2 separate regions of the Zea mays genome follow, and region 1 is linked to region 2. A link is a contact called in public Hi-C data. All regions are on one chromosome and are shown on one strand. The core of a region is the stretch at or near the end of the contact, and the rest is flanking DNA. Distances in the headings are between cores, read along the strand shown.

Region 1 (2,700 bases), core at 141-2,640, 830 kb before region 2:
ACTCTATAAAGCTCAAACCTGTCTCCTTCTTGGCTCCCCTCTCTTCCATCATCTTACGAAGAGCTTTTGCATCTTCCCATAAACCATTAACTGCATACAGATTGAACAGAACAACATAACGTCCACCATCATCTGGCTCTAGCTCAATAAGTTTCTTTCCTACACGTTCACCCACACCAACATTGTTGTGCATCAAGCATGATGACATTAGAGCCCCCCACTGTGATGCATGTGGCTCCATCGGCATGTCCAGCAACACAGCCTCGGCTTCTTCCAGGAGTCCTGCACGTCCAAGGAGATCAGCCAAGCACCCGTAGTGCTCCCTCCGTGGCTCGATGCCATGGTCACACATGGACCTGAAAATCTCCTTACCTTCGTCCACACGACCTGTGTGGGTGCACGCACAAAGAACAACAACAAACGTTGACTCATTTGGCACAAACCCCATATCAAGCATCCTTCTGAACAACTCAAGTGCGCGTTTTCCATGCCCATTCATCGCAAGCCCACCAATCATTGCATTCCACAACACCACATCTTGGCTCTGGACTCCATCAAAGACCCACCATGCCTCATCCATGCACCCGCACTTGCAATACATATCGACAAGCGCCGTCTCAAGCATGACATTATCCGGACTCCTCCCAAGCCCCTCTGCTTTGAGAAACCTATGAACCCACCGCCCCCTCTCAAGAGCACCCAGATGCGCACAAGCCTTGAGCACGCTCGATAGCACCACGGCGTCTGGCCTGAACCCATTTCCCATCATCTGGTCGAACATCCTCAGTGCCTCACTGAACTCCCCAGCACGGATGCAAGCGTCGATCATTGCGCTCCAGGAAACCAGGCCCCTCTCGGGCATTCTGACGAATACCTCCCGCGCGGCCTCTAGGTCGCCGCACTTGCCGTACCCTGACACCATCGTGTTCCAGGAGAAAGCGTCCAGGGAGGTGGCACCGCTAGTATCAAACACCCTGCGCGCGTCGGAGAGCATGCCGAGCGCGCAGTAGAGCTTGAGGAGGCAGTTGGTGACGACGGGGTGTGCGAGCGCGCCGTGCTTGAGCGCCTGCCCATGCGCAAGCCCCGCCGCAGCGAGTCGATCGCAGACGGCAGCGGAGGGGGTGCGGGAGCGGGAGGAGGACGCGGCGAGGGAGGCGAGCAGGAGGGAGAAGGTGTAGGGGGTCGGCAATGTCGCGGCACGGATGCTGGAAAAGAGAGCGAGCGCGGCGGCCGCGGGGGCGCCGCGGCGCGCTAGCGCGGCGTGGAGTGGGCACCCGCGTGTAGGAGCCGAGGAAAAGCCAGCAGCGCCGGTGGAGCGGAGCCCAACGAGTGCGCGGAGGAAGCAGAGGTGGCGGCGGGGGGTGGGCATGAGAAACGGGTGGACAATCTGCTGCTGGTCGTGCCAAGATTTGTGCCAAATACTAGAGGAGATCGACTTGATCCCAGTGTACAAGCTGAAGTGCTTCCTTGACAGGACAGTTGTTTCCATGGGAAGCGCTGGTTCATGCAAATTAAGTACAGAAGCTAGGACAGTTGTTTTCTCGACCTGTGTTGCAGGTCGAGTTTTTAGATTATCTTCTGTGCTGTTTGTAGAGAATTTTGAAATAAAGAATGAGATACAGAATCGGATAGAGCATCTACTGAATATATCATTACAGAGAGTTGCTGAAGACAGCCTAATATCAGTAGACTTATATTTTTGTTATTTATGATCTAATGTTCCATTTCAGTACTGACAAGCTCATACTGTACAGTAGTTTCAGATTTATGCATGAAACATTTACGATCTAAGTTTCCATTTCGGTATAATATCAAACATTTTTTCTTTGATGTTGCCTCTCAAAAATCTCGATCCTCCAGTACCGAACATGATTATTTGGAACTGTGTTCATCGTCAAACATCAGGTAATGTAAATGTTACAGTTTATACCCATCAATCTGAGGTATCATTGGGGCCAAGGATAACAATTGTGGTATATACTACAGAACTACTCAACAACTACAACCACCGCTATATATATAACTAATTCAACATGAAAATTTGTTGCCTGTCCAAGTCCAGAAGAAATCAGAGAGAAACGAGGACAAGAATAGAAAAACATGGCTTTCAGCTCGGCGCCAAGCAACGATCATATTTCACAAAATGACCTGCGTTCTTGGTTTTAGAATCAGTGATCGCTCAATCAAATAAGGCTCTGCCATACATTTTCTCTGCGCTGACCCAAAATGGGGCGATATTATCTTCACTTAGTCACACTTTATGTTCCTGTAGATCCTCCTCACAAACAATGTCGATCCAAGATACCCGACGGCACCTAGCAAAAGCACCAAGCAGTATTAAACTAACGATACCATAGTTTGTCTACCACAAGATAGCAGAAGAGCTTACCGCATAGTGTTCCTAAGCCTAGGCAGAACATTAGAGTGTAGCCGAAATAGAAGCTGGTCTGGAAGAATCCAGACATCTTGGTCTTCATGTGGTAATAATATATGGAGTAGAGGTAAACATACACCGCAGTGGAAGCAGCAGAGAAGAATGAAGTCCATTGCCAGTGGTAGTTCTCCGCATTTAGCAAGAAATATGTACCGACAATTGTTACACATATGGTGACAATGATGAGTATCAGAAAGACCAGCAACATGAACCCATAAACATAGTAGACCTGTCAGTGGTTAATCAAAAAGGATGAGACATCAATG
Region 2 (3,066 bases), core at 341-2,840:
CTGGACGGCCACAAATCGCAAGAAGGGCAATTGACCTAGCAGAAAGGAGGCTGTTGAAGGATGGATGGCCTGAGTACTATGATGGGAAGCTTGGTCGGTATGTTGGCAAGCAGGCGAGGAAATTCCAGACCTGGTCCATCGCGGGGTATTTGGTCGCCAAGATGATGTTGGAAGATCCTTCACATCTCGGCATGATCTCCCTGGAAGAGGATAGGGCAATGTTGAAGCCTGTTTTGAAGCGGTCTGCGTCATGGACAAACTGAGATGGCCACAAAAATTTTTAGGGAAGCAAAGGCTGCTGAAAACACGAGTTCTTGGGGGTAGCATCTCCTTGTCTGCTGATCCGTTTCCTTTGACTTCCAAACATGGATGGTTTGTGTCTTCTGGATTTTCCTTGGTTGTACAATATATCAGCTCGTTTTCTGAGTTGAAAGAAAAAGAAGCAACTGCAGAAATGGGCATTTTGTTTTCTTCTTTCGCAATCTCTGTAAGAAGATACTCTGATTCTTGCTTGGGTCATCCTATAAGTTGTGGATCCTTTTGGTTAGAGTCAACTTTGTTGTGCCAGTGGATTATACGGATGAGTAAGCTGATTCCAGCTTCCCTGTGAAGCATAAGTGCTCTTTCTAACGAATGAATAAAGCTCCTTTCTCTGTGTTGCTGGATGCCTGTGTTTCTATTGCGTTTACTTGACTGCCTGTCTCCCTGCCCTGTGACGACAAGTCATAGAAAGCGTGCCTTGTGTGTCTCTTCCTCCTTTTGTCTCCTAGAGCTTCGCGGTTGTACTTGTGTTCAAGGAAAGAAAACAATTCTGATCCAGCCACCCCTGTTCCCCTCTATACATTTAGGGCTTATTCAATTTGCTCTTAATTCATGTGGATTAGGTGGGATTGGACGAGTTTAAACCTCAAACAAGTTAAAATCTTTTATAATAATGTTTCTAATTCTATTCAATCCACGTGCGGAACAAGACTCAGAAACATCATTCAGTGTAAGAATTTAAGAAATGATTCAAGACATGAGTAGTGCTTCATGCCTGAGTTTGAGACACGACATAGTTCAATCATTCGAGTCGTGCCAATTCGATCCATTTTTTTCGTGTCAGGCTATGTACTTATGTACTGGGCTCTTATTTTCGGTTGGCCATTCTTTTTTCAGGTCTAATCCCCGCTACGCCATGGCTGCTGCCTCGCTACGCCATGAGTAGTGAGAGTGAGAGGCAGAAAATAAAAAATACCTTTAAAATATTAGATTTAGATATTTTTATATTTGTTCAAACTTTTAACTCTATTTGACTGATAATTTAAATCATACAGTACATTTTACGACACGAAGGGCTTGTTTGGGGCAAAGGGTAATGGAAGGGATTGAGGGGACTATAATCCCTCACTATTCAAAATTAAGTAGTAGGGGATTCTTGCCCCCTTAATCCACTACATTACCTTTGATCACAAACAAGCCCGAAGAGTGCACAGCGATTATCATCGGGCTTTCGCCAGCAAATTTTCAAAAGGCAATCAAAATTCTATTGGAGGCCCGAAGTTTAACATATAAGCGGACAAACACAGAAGCCCAGTGCCTGCAACACAGTTCATTTCCAGCCCACTACACCTGTCGAAGGTCGACCACGCTTCCGTCTTCCAGATCTCGGCAATCTCCATCCCCGCTACGCCATGGCTGCTGCCTCCTCCCCAACCTTCCCGCCGCCGGCGACCGACGTCGCCGCTCCAGGCGTCCCCGATCTCTCGATCCCCTACGACCTGGCCACCCGCGGGCAGTGGCAGGCGCTCTTCTCCCACCTCTCCCATCCGGCCCACACGCCCCATCCGCACCACCGCCTCCTCCTCTCCGCTCTCTCCGCCCTCTGCCTGGCCAAGCTCCGACGCTTCCCCGACGCCGCTGCGCTTCTAGCTTCCCTCCACCCGGATCCGGCCTGCCCGCCGCCACCCTTCCTCATCCGCCTCCTCCATGCTCTCCTCCCACTCTTCCTCCCCGACCGCCCCCTCGCGCTCGACCGCCTCTACACGCTCCTCTCCTCCGTCCGCGCACGCCCCAACGCCGGGCACCCCGAGTGGCGCCGCCGCGACGCGCTCGTCGCGTCCGTCCTCGCCGCCGACCACCTCGCCCACCGCGAGTTCGACGTCGCACTCGCGCTCCTCGCCGACATCGCCGGCCGCTACCCGGGCGACCCGGTGCTCCTCTCGCGCCTCGCCTACGCGCACCTCCAGATCGGCAACCTCGGCGCGGCCTCGGCTGCCTTCCGCCACGTGGAGTCCGTGGCCGCCGCGTCCGAGGACCCGACGCGGCATGCCAACCTCCTGGCCCGCAACCGCGCGCTGGAGTGCATCGTGGGCAAGGACTACGCGGCGGCGGTGCGGGAGTACGAGCGCTGCATCGAGGCGGACCCCGCGGACGCCGTGGCCCTCAACAACAAGGCGCTGTGCCTCATGTACTCGCGGGACCTCGGCGACGCCATCAAGGTGCTGGAGGGTGCCCTCGAGAGGGTCCCCACGGCGGCGCTCAACGAGACGGTGGTGGTCAACCTGTGCAGCATGTACGAGCTCGCCTTCGTCAACCACGGCGAGGTCAAGAGGAGCCTTGCTGAGTGGATCGCCAGGGTTGCGCCCGACGACTTCGACACCTCCTGCACGCGCATGTAGGAGGTACTCTGCCTTTTTGCAATTCAGCATTGTAGCCAGCCATGTGTATGGCTGTTATGTCAACATGCTGAAATGTGATTATCTCTGTTTAGATAGCATTCCAATTCAACCAATTTCTGTTTATGTGCATGGAAATTGTGACATGATTGGTATACATGATTGAAAACAAGAGTGAATTGGAGACAGACATGCTGTTGTGATCATACATGCGAAGAATGATGAATCCCAGTTTTTCTCCTCTTGTCATAACTCACAATGATTTATAACCACACCCACCTTAGTACTTGTTCGGTTTTTTCAATCCATATAAATTGAAGAGGATTGATATGGATGAGAACAAATTTTGACTCTAGGATTGAAACCCACTCAATCCATATGGATTGGGGTAGAACCGAACAAAGATCCT

The links. Hi-C and Micro-C count contacts between places; a contact is called where the count stands out from the background.
Region 1: a contact with region 2 is called in a Hi-C map of leaf, with 7 times the contacts expected there. The contact joins the promoter of LOC103627279 here to the promoter of LOC100194254 in region 2. A contact is called at or near these places in 2 of 25 Hi-C or Micro-C datasets (ear and leaf).

Annotation. Positions count from the first base shown.
Region 1 is chr5:175,489,773-175,492,472 of Zm-B73-REFERENCE-NAM-5.0, reverse strand. It overlaps LOC103627279 (pentatricopeptide repeat-containing protein At2g29760, chloroplastic), which reads right to left and starts at 1,390. Exons shown (of 4, transcript XM_008647567.4): 1 at 1-1,390. The coding sequence starts at 1,369. LOC100272502 reads right to left here. Exons shown (of 12, transcript XM_008683160.4): 11 at 2,390-2,663; 12 at 1,838-2,315. The coding sequence ends at 2,248.
Region 2 is chr5:174,654,948-174,658,013 of Zm-B73-REFERENCE-NAM-5.0, reverse strand. It overlaps LOC100194254 (Tetratricopeptide repeat (TPR)-like superfamily protein), which reads left to right and starts at 1,590. Exons shown (of 1, transcript NM_001139295.2): 1 at 1,590-2,844. The coding sequence starts at 1,674. The coding sequence ends at 2,660. LOC100382511 (Alkaline/neutral invertase CINV2) reads left to right here. Exons shown (of 4, transcript NM_001175248.1): 4 at 1-664. The coding sequence ends at 263.